Regions from separate parts of the Macaca mulatta genome. Here region 2 is linked to region 1. A link is a contact called in public Hi-C data. All regions are on one chromosome and are shown on one strand. Each heading gives the region's core, a stretch centred on a gene start, on an enhancer-like site or on the middle of the called end of the contact. The rest is flanking DNA. Distances are from core to core; before and after follow the strand shown.

Evidence for each region. A called contact is a pair of places that touch in the nucleus more often than the background predicts.
Region 2: a Hi-C map of fetal cortex germinal zone shows a contact between it and region 1, with 2.0 times the contacts expected there. The contact joins the promoter of SHC4 here to the promoter of EID1 in region 1. A contact is called at or near these places in 3 of 14 Hi-C or Micro-C datasets (blood, fetal cortex germinal zone and fibroblasts).

What each region holds. Positions count from the first base shown.
Region 1 is chr7:26,203,148-26,210,417 of T2T-MMU8v2.0, forward strand. EID1 (EP300 interacting inhibitor of differentiation 1) reads left to right here and starts at 3,409. Exons shown (of 1, transcript NM_001265838.2): 1 at 3,409-5,129. The coding sequence starts at 3,476. The coding sequence ends at 4,042. The region is part of intron 4 of SHC4 (SHC adaptor protein 4); the gene reads right to left.
Region 2 is chr7:26,290,639-26,297,742 of T2T-MMU8v2.0, forward strand. It overlaps SHC4 (SHC adaptor protein 4), which reads right to left and starts at 2,517. Exons shown (of 12, transcript XM_001113330.5): 1 at 1,016-2,517. The coding sequence starts at 1,600.

The sequences.
Region 1 (7,270 bases), core at 2,159-4,658:
ACCCTATCAGTAAGTAGCAAGTGACACTTAAGCTGCATCTGGTGGCAGGCTACGTAGTGGCAAGTGAGTTGATGTACTTCAGTTTGTACAGCTGCAGCTGATGGCAGGCTTTAAGTCAGAATCTGACGATTTTAGTTTGTGCCTGGCCCGCCCATTATCTTATTTACCACTTCCAGCCATGTCTCTTTCCTGCACCGTGCACTTTCTCAGTCAGTTTTGGTAAGCCCATTAGCTAACCCTAGCCAAAATAAGTAAAAAACAAACTTCGCTGGAGAGCTTCTTTGAAAAGGGAGAAAGATCCACGATGAGACTGCAGAAGACTTTAAGGCTGCCAACAAAAACAAAGCTGCATTTAAAAGAAAATATCAAGAGTCCTACTTAAAATACCAGTTCATTACAACAGGTGATTCACATTCTCCAAGCTCACTTTGTATAATATGTAGCAAGTGGCTGTGTAACAAATCCATGAAGCCTTCTAAACTGCTTTGTCACATGGAGACCAAGCACCCTGCATTAATACTAAGCCTTTGGAGTTTTTCAAAAGAAAACAATGTGAACATAAAGAATAGAAGCAATTATTGAAGGCTACCACTTCATCAAATGTGTCTGCACTGAGAGCATCATTCTTAGTGGCTAACCACTTTGCTAAAGCTAAGAAGCCCTTTACTATTGGTGAAGAGTTGATCATGCCTGCTACTAAGGACATTTGTCATGAACTTTTAGGAGAGGCTGCAGTTCAAAAGGTGGCATGGGTTCCTCTTTTGGCTAGCACCACAACTAGATGAATTGATTAAATATCAGAGGATAATGAGGTACAATTGTTAGAAAGGATTAATGAGTCACCGTGGTACACAATCCAGGTTGATGAGTCTACTGATGCTGACAACAAAGCAACAATGCTTTTTTGAGTGTGATATATTTTTCAGGAGGATGTGAATGAGGATACATTATATGCACTTTTGTTGCCAACCAGCACCACAGCTGCAGAACTATTCAAGTCTTTGAATAATTACATATCAGGAAAATGGAATCAGTCATTTTGCAACGGTATATGCATGGGTGAAGCAGTTGCCATGACTGGATGGCATTTTGGTTTCACTAATCAGGTCAAAGAGGTCGCTTCTGAATGTGAGTCTATGCACCGTGTCATCCATACAGAAATGATGGCTAGTTGGAAAATGTCACCTGAAGTTAACAACATTTTGCAGTATGTGATTAAAATTATCAACCATATTATACATGCCCTTCACTCACATCTGTTTGCACAGCTCTGTGAGGAGATGGACGCAGAGCACATAATGTCTTCTCTTATACACAGAAGTGAGATGGCTTTCTAAAGGTAGATCACCGGCCAGAGTTTTCGAGTTAAGAGAGCTGCTGCAGAGATTTCTTTTTAGAAAAACAGTCACCATTGGCAGCACATTTCAGTAACACAGAATGGGTCACAAAACTTGCTTACTTGTGTGACGTATTCAACCTGCTCAATGAACTCTATCCGTCACTTCAGGGAAGAACAACAACTGTGTTCAAGTTGGCAGATAAAGTGGCTGCTTTCAAAGCTAAACTGGAATCATGGGGGTGACAAATGAACACTGGGATTTCTGACATTTCAAACATTAGCAGAGATTTTGAAAGAGACTGAGCCAGGGTCTTCTTTCTCCCAGCTGGTGCATGATCACCTATCTCAGCTTTCCAGAGATTTTGAGCATTACTTCCCGTATTAGTCAGGGTTCTCCAGAAGGACAGAACTAATGGAATATATATACACATATATACATATACACACACATATATATACACATATATATGTAAAGGGGAGTTCATTAAGTATTGACTCACACTATCACAAGGTCCCACAATAGGCCATCTGCAGGCTAAGGAGCGAGGAGAGCCAGTCCAAGTTCTAAAACTGAAGAACCTGGAGTCCGATGTTCGAGGGCAGGAAGCATCCAGCACAGGAGAAAGATTTAGGCTGGGAGGCTAGGCCAGTCTCTTTTCACGTTTTTCTGCCTGCTTATATTCTAGCCACGCCGGCAGCTGATTAGATTGTGCCCACCCAGATTAAGGGTGGGTCTGCCTTTCCCAGTCCACTGACTCAAATGTTAATCTCCTTTGGCAACACCCTCATACACACACCAAGGATAAATAATTGTATCCTTCAATCCAATCAAGTTGACACTCGGTATTAACCATCACACTTCCCATCCACAAAAGACAGAATGGATCTGTGACCCATTTGTGAATAAGCCAGGTGAATCCACTTTGTCCATGCTAGAAGAGGATCAACTGCTTGATATTGCAAATGGCGGTGGCCTTAAAAGTATGTTTGAGACAACTTCAGATCTCCATACGTTCTCGATTAAAGTCAAGGCGGAATATCCTGAGATTGCCACAAAAGTACTCAAAAGTCTCCTTTCATTTTCAACATCCTATCTTTGTGAGGCAGGATTTTCCACAGTAACAGCAACCAAAATGAGATTACAGAATCCACTGGACATAAGGAACACACCTTGGGTGTCACTGTGTCTCATCACCGTCTAGTTGCAGGACCGTCTAGTTGCAGGAAAACAAGCTCAGGGCTCCCACTGATTCTACATTATGGTGAGTTGTATAATTCTACGTAACTACAATGTTATAATAATAGAAATAAAGTGCAGAATAAATGAAACGTGCTTGAATCCTTAAGTATACACAGTCATATAATTCATAGAAGTATATACAACTTAAAAGCAGAGGCTTTTAAGTTGAAGACAGGTAAAACATGTTTTTAAAAAACACACAAAATAGTATTTTGCTATGAATACATAAAGATACATGTAAATGCAAATAAAAAGAATTTAAAGAGTACACGCTGCGTTGGTAATAGTGGAAAAATACCTACCCGGAGAAAAGAAATGGGACCAAGTATTTCTTCGCTATAACTAAAAAAAAAAAAAAAAAAAAAAAAAGGACAATATATATGTCGTTTGTGAATTTAACTTTTTAAATGACAACACTAAAAGGACAGAATGGATTAGTTCTTAATATGCTGATCTGTGGTTATGGATGTTGTCTGGTTTGGAAACGTGGATTTAGAAGTCATCAGCACATAGATAAATTGCCCTGGGGAGGAGGAAGAAGGGAGGGGAGGCACATTAATGTTAGGAGGGCCATGTAAAGTTATTTTCCAGTTTGCTGCATCACAAGCAACAGTAGGGTTAAGTAACACAGAAACTGTTACGCTCTTGCCTACAGGGTCCCTAGATACCAAGTTCGAATCGACGGAAACTTAGCTCAAAAAGCGACGCCCACATCCCGGGAAAAACATTGAGCTACTCCAACCACAGTGGCGCGCCAAGCAGGAGGCGGTACCTGAGGACCACGCCTGCGCGCGGGGTTACGCAAGCGCGCAGCTTTTGCGCACGCGCACAAACGCACGGCCGCGCAGCATCTATCTTGCTGGAAGCTTTTTCCGAGAGGTTGAGCGGTTTGCATAATGTCGGAAATGGCCGAGTTGTCCGAGCTGTATGAAGAGAGCAGTGACCTGCAAATGGATGTGATGCCTGGCGAGGGTGACCTACCGCAGATGGAGGTAGGCAGCGGGAGCCGGGAGCTATCCCTGCGTCCCTCCCGCAACGGGGCCCCGCCACAGCTCGAGGAGGAAGGCCCAATGGAGGAGGAGGAGGCCCAGCCAATGGCGGCGCCAGAGGGGAAACGGAGCCTTGCTAACGGGCCCAACGCTGGGGAGCAGCCAGGCCAGGTGGCGGGCGCAGACTTCGAGAGCGAGGACGAGGGCGAGGAATTTGATGACTGGGAGGACGACTACGACTATCCCGAAGAGGAGCAGCTTAGTGGTGCCGGCTACAGAGTATCAGCTGCTCTTGAAGAAGCCGACAAGATGTTTCTGAGAACAAGAGAAGCAGCCCTGGATGGCGGGTTTCAGATGCATTATGAGAAGACCCCGTTTGATCAGTTAGCTTTTATCGAAGAGCTTTTTTCACTGATGGTTGTCAATCGTCTGACCGAAGAACTCGGCTGTGATGAGATTATTGATAGAGAGTAGTTACATGCTGTTAAAAGAGGAGGAAACTACTTGAGGAGGGACCCAACTTTCCGCTATCTTTTGGGTTCATTCCAAATAGTTTTGTGCCATTGAAAAACTTGACCTTCAAAAAAATTTGTTTTTCAGAATAGAAGACAATAGGACAGTGACTGCACAGTTGTGAAAAAGGAGAATCATTAAAGAAAAAGGAAAAAAGATTTTAAGACCGTTGAAATCTGTTATCAAGAATGTGCTAAAACACCTATGGCTTTGACTTTGTTATTGATCCAGATTATTTTCCTTGCATTGGGGAAAATATCTTTCATATTTGTTTGCTGTAAAGATGGTTTTGCAAGAATAAGTCATGACCAAGACAAACTGCCAATACAAGAGCCCACTGATATTAATTATATAATGAGAAAAAATGTATCCAACTAGGACACATATCTTTTGAGTTATTTGGACTGAAAGTTTAAGAAAACTTGGGAAATTCTATTTTGTGATCTAGTCAAGCCGTAGTTATCAAAGGCTAAATTTTCAGTGTAAGACAAATGAAGTATTCTTCATTATTCCAAAAGGATGAGTAAACTCAAAGATGTATCACATGTGCTCTGTATCTTAAGATGTGTTTCCAAGAGCGTCTGAAATTTTGTTTGTACATGTATCTTGATCATTTATAAAGCCACTGTGATATATAAATCAAGAAAATTCATTGTCATAACCATTTTTAAAAGTCAAAAATTAAGACATCTTTAATTAAAAACTTTCAAATCTAGACACTAAATGTGTGTGAATGTACAAAGAAACCATTGCTCACGCTGTTATATACTAGAGAAATTTTGTTTTGCTTGCTGTTTTAACTTGCAAGGTGAAATACTTTAGTTGAACTTCATATTGTAAGAACTGTTAATAAAAAGTTGTCAAGTAAAAAGCCCTATATCTAAAAAGACTTTATGAACAGTTATTCTATCAACTTTTAAAGGTTTTAAACCTACCCAGAAATTACCTTGGTATCTGAAGTTTCCCTCTGTCTCCTCCTCTAATTAAGCTTGTTATTTGTTATGCACCAGCATTGGAGATAATAAAATTTCTTGTTCTGTGTATTTTGTTTGGCTAATAATATTGTATACATACTTTATACTAGTTTTTATTGTATGTGTTAACCAGTATTAAGGGAAAATAATCCAGCTTCAGCTATCTAATTCACAAATTAATTTCTGGAAATTAAACTTTGTAAATTAAGTTTTTGCCCTACAAGAATTTGCTGGTCTAGGAAAACCTGCCCTATCAATGAGTATGTTGCCATGGTTACCTTACTAAGATGCTGAGGTTCTAGGAGAGTAATGATTACATCAGAAGGCTATGTTCAGCAAAATGAGTATATCAGCAGGTTTTATCATGATCAGTAAAAAGGTTCCAGATGCTTCTGCTCCATTATAGCAGTAAAGAACAAATATCCAATGCAACAGGACAATTCAGAGCATTATTTATTTTATGGTCATCCTGCCTTTTGGGGAGAGAGATCTGTAAAAGATAGGACTGTGACAAGGATGATCAGAATTGTTCAGACACTAGCTGGGTTGGGAGGGAGAGATGGTGGAAGTAAAGTGTTGGTGCTTAGACTTCTTAATCCTACCACTTCCACTGCTATCTCAATTAGCCTGTAGCTACGGTCAGATGAGTGTGGATAGATAATTAATTGCTGTGATGTAAATTAGTTTGAATGGGGGTATGCTAGTGCACAATAAACTGGCTGGTTGTATTTACCTCCAGATGTTTATCTTTACTAGGAAAGATAAACTCTTGGGGAAAAAAAATCTGACGTCCACAAACTAGAAGGTTGTGATTCTGTTTCTCTCTGGGACTAAGTAGGGCACAAGAGTTGGGGGTGGGAAACACTCCCTGTTACATCTGAAGGCCCATCTTGGGGAGAAAAACTTGGGCTCTGCAATTGGCTCGGTTGTTTTTCAGTCTTAAAAATAGGCAGTAAGCAGAGAGACAATGAAAATTGTAAATACTTATTTGTATTTATTGAGGATAGAAAATTAACATTTTAACACCCCTTTTAGGGGTGTAAAATCATTTGTATTTCCTTTACATGCAGTTACCACAGACAAACCAGACTACTTGGTTAAAATTTGGGTTCTACTATTTGTTAGCTCAGTAACTGGGAAATTAATCTCTCGGGCTCGGGTCCTGAACTGAAAATAGGGACAATTGGATGTACCTTACAAATTGTGAGGACTAAATGAAGATGTGTGTGAGAGTGTGTGTGTGTTTGTGTGTGTGTGTGTGTGTGTATCTTCATTTAAGGGAACTAGAGAAAGGAGTTCTGGGGAAATTCTAACTGATTTTGCAAGATAGGGGATTTAAAGAAGCTTTTGAGTACACAGTGTGATTAGGGAGAGTTTTGCAAATTTATCCATATGTATTACAAATGTTCGCTTAGATCAGATATCCCATGTTGGCTATCTTCAGGCCACAGATCTATTTTGTTTGGTTCATGCTTATAATTTTAAGAGACCAACATCTCAGTACAGAGATAGCAGCTAAAAATCTAGATTCTTACCTTTTTATTATTATTTTTTTAAAGTAAAAGATCTGGGAGCCTTTGACCTATAGACCTATGTAGCCCAAAACCAAACAGACAAAAAAGCAAACAAACAAACAAAAACATCTGATTCACCTTTAGACAAGGAAGGTCTTCTGTTTGCCAAGTGTCAGTGTTATCTCCCCAACATAGAGGCCAGGTAGCACTTGATATTTATCATTGGGCTTGCACCATTGTTTTTTCTTGTGCTTACACAGCTTGCGTTACCTACTTGGCCTCTAAATATCTCAAGTTGCCTCTCCTTGTAGAGACTAAAGGATGTCTCAGTTTTTGCCTGTTTTACCTTAACTCTATTACCCTTCTGAATTCAGTATCTGTTAGAGTTGTAGAAATCAGTAAAGAATTAGTGGGAGTGTGAGCTACTGAGACTCTGATGTTTTTGCTTGAGGCCCTAAAATACTATATTAAAGTATGTCAATAAAGTCTGTCGCTTGAATTTTGAAACAAGGAAATACCTATAACTTACCCTTGCAAAAGTGTATTTTCCCATCTTGAAATATGGTAATATTTAAAAATTGCAAGCATTACATGTTTAATATTTTCTGCCTCTGGAGGTTTGTAAAATATTTTCTGGGAACGAATGGTTATATTCTTGATGTTCTCAGTGACCAAAGATAAATGTGAACTATCTGTTCCAT
Region 2 (7,104 bases), core at 1,267-3,766, 87 kb after region 1:
ACTATTCTCCAGCATTCCCCTTCCTTTTCCATAAGGCCCAGCCTGTGTGATACTCTCCTGCAGCCACCACAGTGACTTTGCTCCTATTCTTGGCCTACCAGGAATTTCCTCCTTTCTGCCAACTCGGATTTGACATTTCTTCCAAGATTCATGTTCTCCTGAGGGTTCCCCATGTGAATGAATCCCAGATCACATAATCGTTCCTTTTTTCTGAATTCCCTCAGCATTCTCATATTAGCTGTCTATTGCTAAGTATGATTATCTTAGTATTTCGCATGTATTCATTGATCTCCCTCATTGAAATCTGAGCTCCGAAAGGGCACAGGCCAAATCTTCATTTGCCCAAATCTTGATCGAGCAAGGACAGATGCAAGGCCAGCAAGGACCTTGATTTTGCCCATAGCTCATGGACAAGGCCTAGTTGCTGCAGCGTAGGCAGTAAAGGCAATAAATGTGCACTGGAGAGCTAAGACTAGCTCCTAGCACAAGGTTAGAGACTCAGACATGTTTTGAGAAGTGTTTGCTAAATGCTGAAATAAATTTTTAAAGAATAATTCAAGCCCCTTACACACCATGTGTTTCTATAGCACAGAAATCTTTACTGTATTCATCCAAAATACAATGGCCAGTATAACCTACCAAGTCTCAATCACTGATCAGATTTGAAGTCCTTGACTCTTTTTGGCCAGAATACTAGGTCCAGTGGGGACAAAGTGGTGCCATCAGCTGCCTCTATCAGAACTTGCCTCTACACCTGCCAAGTACCCACAGGTTCATGTCCTACAAGTTAGCACCAGTTCATGTCCTTGAACCAAAGGCTGCCTGACTCCAGTACAAGTCATATAGTTGTAGGGACATTTGTAAACCCAGCTCCCCACCCCTTGGTCCAGTTGAATCATGTCCTGTCCAAACACAGAACCCAGGCAGGTAACCTTAGACCCCTTGCAGAAAGCAGAGAAGATGCCCCCTTCCACAGAAGTTCTTAGAAAGAGTGCAGAGAGGAAAATGGACTTACCCTCACACAGTAGTTCATGCCCATCCCCAACAGGTGCTGCAGAAAGTGCCTGTCCTGCCTGCTCCTAAGGGGTGGCTCCCCAGGGCCAGGAAGCGGGCACGAATCAGGGGTTAGGGCGGTTGCCCTGTGGCTCACCAGGTCCGGCTGCGGTGGAGGTGCAGTCCCAGACCTACTTAGACTGGTTTCTGGGGAAGAGGGACTGCTGGAACCTGGGTCCCGGCTTTCCTGGAGCTTCAGCCGAGGCACCTCTTTGGTACCCAGGCAAAAGTTTTTCAGACTCAGCAACGTGGCCGGGTTGGCCAGCTTCATGCTCGCCATGCGGGGGATCAAGGTGCACAGTGGGGTGGTGCTCTCCTGCGACGGCAAGGCGGCATCTTCAGCCGGCAGGTGAGGTGCCAGGGCGGGGTGGGGAGGCTGCGGTGAGCCCTTGTTCCCGACCGAGCCTCCGGAGCTACCTTCGTCCAAGGACGTGATCGACTCGTTCCGAAAGCGGCTGTACTTGGCCCTGTGCAGCATCCCGGGGTGCCCGAAGAGTCCTACATACAGCACGAGTCCTGCCAGGCTGTCCTGGCTGCGTTCTCGCATAGCCTTGGCAGTGCTGAAACAGGATACTGTTGCATAAATCGCCTCGTCGTCTGGTAGATAAACGGTGCAGACATCAAACGCCTCAACGCCCGATGCAACTCGCAGCAGCCACCTCTCCAACTCTGCTCTCGAGCTCGCCCACCTCGGCTCCCGGCCCCTTAAGGGTGACAGCCCAGCGGGGAAACGCCTCCCCTGCTCTGATTTCAGTCCCTCCCTGGCCCAGGCAGAGGCACCAGTGTTCTCGCCTTGGAATCCTTGTCGGGAGAGCCTAGACCCAGGCTCCCGGCGGCGGTGGTCGCTCACGGCCAACTCTTAGGCACAGAACCCGGGCGAGCGCCGGCCAGGGGGCCCCGACCCATCACTAGCCTTGCAGGAGCCTAGTAGAAATATTTAGCACCCCACTCCCACCCTTACCCCAGCGTTCTGTTCTGCACACAGGAACTTTCGAACCTGCTCCCTTCGGCTCCCACAGGGCGGGGCAAATGACTGGCCTATTAACCCTTTATTTGTTCCAGTGATTGTTCATTTAAAAAGAAAAAAAAAATTGTATCTATGAGCCAAAGGCCCTTCTGCCTGGGTTCGTTGATTCCGAAGGCTGCCCTCTCTTGGAAGATCTTGTCTTGCATCGTTCTGGGCCACCAGCCAGGAGTACTACTGACGGGCGCTGCTCCGCATTGTTTCACTGACTTGTGATGGGTCCGTGTTCCTCAGATCCCCTCCCAGCCTGCCTACCCTCGCTCAGAGCTTGCCTCCCTCCTGGACTCCTCTCGGAGCTTTTTTCAGAAGCCCATTTGCAGCCGAAAGCTGAGATGTGCAGGATGATACGCAGCGTGTTGAAATTTTTATGAATGAACTTTGCCGAATGAATTTCTCTCTGTGTGTGCAAGCTAATAAATCTGTGAATGAAGCTGAGAATAGCTGTAATTGACTGACGGTCTCAGAGGTGCTTGGTTTTTATCCAATCAGGAGGCAGCTTGATGACTCATAGACCATAAATATACTAAACTAGTAGCCGAGAGAAATAAAGCTAGCGGGAGAGGAGGGACATATTTTATTTTGTGGTATCTGATGAATGAGTTAAAAGGAAAGGCAATCTTTACTACAGATCATTAGCTGGGGAGCAGCAGGTTAAAAGATCTATTTTCTTTCTTGTTGAGATGGCCGGGAGGGCAGAGCAGAGGAGCTAAAAATTAGACCCATTGTTCCAGGGATATTAGGACATATGGTTCACAACTCCTGTGGGAAGCCATGATGCATTTTTCTTAGAAACATAGTTCTTTTCTTATTGATTGTTGGTTCCATCTTCCGTCTGGTGCAACTTCCTGTACCTATCAAATGTATCCTGAAGACATGAGGACAACTGCAAAGGCTTAGCACACAGGAAGCCAAAACCAGAGCTGGGAAAAGAAAATGCAGGTTCTTCAGGAATGGAGAAGAGGAAACTGCTGAAACACCGGGGGTGTGGGGTGTCAGGGTAGGGTGGAAATCACACATAGGAAGAGATGAAGAACTCTCAGAAAAGACTGCACTACTCCGTGGTTCAAGGCTTTGTCATCTGAAATTGTTCGTTAATTAAAAAATTAAGACAAACTGGCAACCAAAGGAATCAAGGGTGCCACCTTCATTATCTTATTGACCCTAACGCTGCATTAGGCTCATGTATATTGATGACTTTGGGAGCCTGAGCTCCCTTGGGATCCAAACACAGGCTCTGAATTAAATGGTTGAGAGTGACCAGTGAAAGCAGCATCCTCCTCTCAAGCTCCCTGCTCCCCCAGGGAGATAACGCACCTATCTGCATCCCTTCTGCCAAGGCTATTCAGACGTTTCTTTACCTGGAAAGGCTTTTCTGCATCTTCATAAATCTTCCCTTCAACCCTAGCTGACCTCCTTTTCCCTCCCCTACATCTCCTCCTGGCAAAACTGAGGGAAGTAGCTATATCAGTTGGACCCCACATCCCTAGGGCTGAGGAGACAGGCTCTGGACAAGATTATTTACCTCTTATTCCTCCTCATTCCTCATCTGCTTTCTTCCTCTCATTTTTCTTGCCTTCCCCTGGGTCCCTGTCTTGCTTCTGCTATGCTGTGATGACCTCATCACATGCTTCCTTTAGAAAGTTACTTTACCTCTCCGTGGTTGAATGTCCTCATAGGTCGGCAGCAGCCACCTAATGGGGGTGTTATGAGGGCTTATGAATAATCCTCATCCCTGTAAAGTCTTGGCCCAATGCTCCACACAGTGCCTATCTCACTAAGTACCTGTGGGCAGTATGAAAAAATGGCCATTGGAAACAGAGCTGCCTCCCCCTAAGATCATACTCTTACCCCTCACACTGCAGAGTTTATATCATTCTAAGCAACTAAAAAGAAAAATTAGTACAAAGTGGGAGAAGCCAAGAAAGCCAACATTGTCCAAAGAAAACAGTTTTTTAAATCAGCTGGGCCTGGAGAAGGCTGGAAAGGACAGGGGCCTGCCTGGCTGATAGGAATCCTCACAGAGGTCTCGTGATTGCAGGATGGGGTGTCCAGGGGAGCCAGCTCATCTAGGTAGGCACCGTGCTGGCCAGACTCCAGGAGCTCAGACCAGTCTACATTCCTCAGAAAGCCTGAGTCCTGGGAGGGTTGGGGGTTGCGAAGTGGGACTAGGTAAGGTAAGAAAGCAGTCATGGCCATTGTGGGCTCTTTCTCTTCTGAAAGCCTGGAGACTTCGGCTCTCCTGGGTAGCTCTGCCACAGCGTTTTATGAGGATGAAAGAGATCAGATCCCCAACTGGGAAGTGCACAATAGCCTCTAGGCTGAGCCTGCCCAGCTGGACCATTCTCTCAGTCCTAACAGCCCAAGAGAAGGCTCATTGAATTGCTTTTCATTCTAGGTAGATGGCTGGGCAAGGCAGATGGTTTGCTTTTTTCAAGGCATTAGAACATCCTTTTCAATTAGTAATGATTAAAACAATATTAATAAGAGCTACTATCTGTGGAACACCTGACAGTTTACCTACATTCTGGTTCAATTATTATAACAAATTGTGGAGGCTGGGATTGTGTTCCTCACTGCCTTACAGATATGAAAATGAGGCTGAGAGAAAGGGCAGTGACTTGTTCAAGGTGCTCCAGCTGTTGAACAATGATCCTGGGATCCCTCTGGGCCTGACTGCAAAGCCTGTGCTGGCAGCCACTGTACTCTGCCGCCTCCCAGGGACCAGAGCGCTCAAATCTAGTTTCCAGGCCTATGATGGCTACAGGGCATCCTACTGCTTCCTAAAGCTCTGAGAAATGGCTGGGCAGGAAGAAGAGCTGGGGATCTGGGGAGGTTCTAGGGTTGTTGGGAAGCCTACCCCTGAGCTGGCCCTCACAGATCAATGAGATCAGGCTGGCAGAATATTTTCCTATCTATGGTTTTCCTGTATCTACCCCTCCAAAATCCCCAGGGAAAGTGTATTTAGCCCAAAGATCATTTATCAGAAGATAATACTAGACTAGATGTCTCAGGAAACCTTGATAACTGGGCCACTACCGACAAGCAGTATGCACTCACAGCAAAATGTAATTGGATGAACATTTATCTGGGAATTACAGAACCAGCTGTGGGATTTTGAGTAAGTTACTTAACCTCTCTGAGACTCAGGTTTTGTATATGTAAAATGTGCACAATAATAATCAATAATATCTGCTGAGCACTAACTCTAGAGCAGGTCCTGAACTAAGCGCTTCACATTTAAGCCCCCCAGCAAGTCTATATAGCAGGTGCTATCCATCATTTACTGACTTGCCCAAGTCACATAACCAGGGAGTGGTATGTGTGGTGTAGAACGAAGCACTGATTCACTCCAAACTATGCCCTTAACCACCGTGATATGATCCAGTGTATATAAACCTGACTCCTACTGTATGCTCAATAAATGTTAGTTCTTGCTCCTTTCTCCTCCTTGGATAGCATACCTATAAAATTCACCCTAAATACCTCACAAGTAAAAACATGAATAATAGATAAGAAAAGCCATTGTTGTCATTAAATCATCTGAGAACCATGAACGCCTCATCTTTGCCCTTGGAAAACAGAGTTCTGCTTAGAACCTGGTGGTATGCCTCCTTTACTTTGAGACATCCCCCCTCCAAGGGCACCTGCTAGGAAACAACATGTCAGTTTCTTAAGAGACATCCTGTGCTGGCTGAGCTTCTTGAGCAGAACAGGCAGTTTCAAGGAAGACCTGGGTCAGGCTTTGCCACGCTAGAATTAGCCAGGTCCAGGAGGAGGAGAGAAGAGAACCTGGCAAAAATGCCAGCCCAGCTTTTGAAGATAATCCAATGTGGAATTTGGGGTAGAGGAAGGTTGTACTAGAGGATATGTGGGAAGAGGAGAGAACAAGGCAGAGACATAATAACTCTGGGGGGCTGTAGGCCGATCGCTACTTTGGAACAAAGTGGAGCAGGTGGTATCTGAGTGCTGTAGCACAAGGACTCTTACTCCATCCCTCCACTACAATTTCTATCATACAGCAGACCTACTAGCGAAGGATTTTCACTGAGCAATACCCACAATGCGTCTAACAGCCCATCAGTTGGGAATGAAAACATTGCTGAAGCTCTATTTTGGAGAAAAAATTCCACAAGAAAATATTTATATAAAGTTCTTGGTAGAGACCAAAATATCATTTTCAGGATGGGGAAATGAGATGGTGAAGAAGAGTTGTATCTCCAAGGGTAAGGGCCTAGCCTCCCAAAAATCGAGGCAGGATCATATCCCCCAAAGTTGTCATTGATTCTGGAAATAATCACCTTTTGCTTCCTGAACCCAGTGTTTTCTGTTTTTTCACAGTCTCCAGCCCTATAGATCGACAGTTTTCTGATAGTTGCTGTTGATCTCACACTCCTAGAACTCGAACCAGCTAAAAAAAAATGTACAGGAAAATGGATATTTTCCTATCTGTTGAAAAGAAAATAATGTACCTGGAAAGGCTATGTAAAGACTTAGACAGCATGCAGATGAAAAGTAGATGAATTACTTAGGGTCAGGTTCAGTTGAAAATAAAATAAAAATTAAAAATTACAATGGATTAAATAGAAAGTTTATTACTCTGGAGGTGGGAAATCCAGGGGCAGCGTCAGCTCTTGGCTAGCCCTAAAGTATAGTCCTTCTCCTCATAGCCCAAAATGGCTGATGGAGCTCCAGATATTTCATCTGCACTCCAGGCAGCAAAACGGATGAAAGGACAAAGAATAATATGCTCTCTCTCTTTAAAGTAACATTCTGGATACCCTGCAAATGTTTTAATTTATATTACATTAGCCAGAACTTAATCACATGCTGTACCTAGCTATAAAAGAAGATAAAGTCTTCTTCATCTGAGAATGAAAAAGTCTTTTGTCTGGGTGCATGGTTGCTGCACAAAAAATCACAGTTCTGTTACTGGGGGGAAGAAGATAAAAATAGATATTATCTGCCATGGTAATATTTTTAGAAAACCTTCTACTTTATTAAATTTAAACCTAGCATAGGATTAAAAT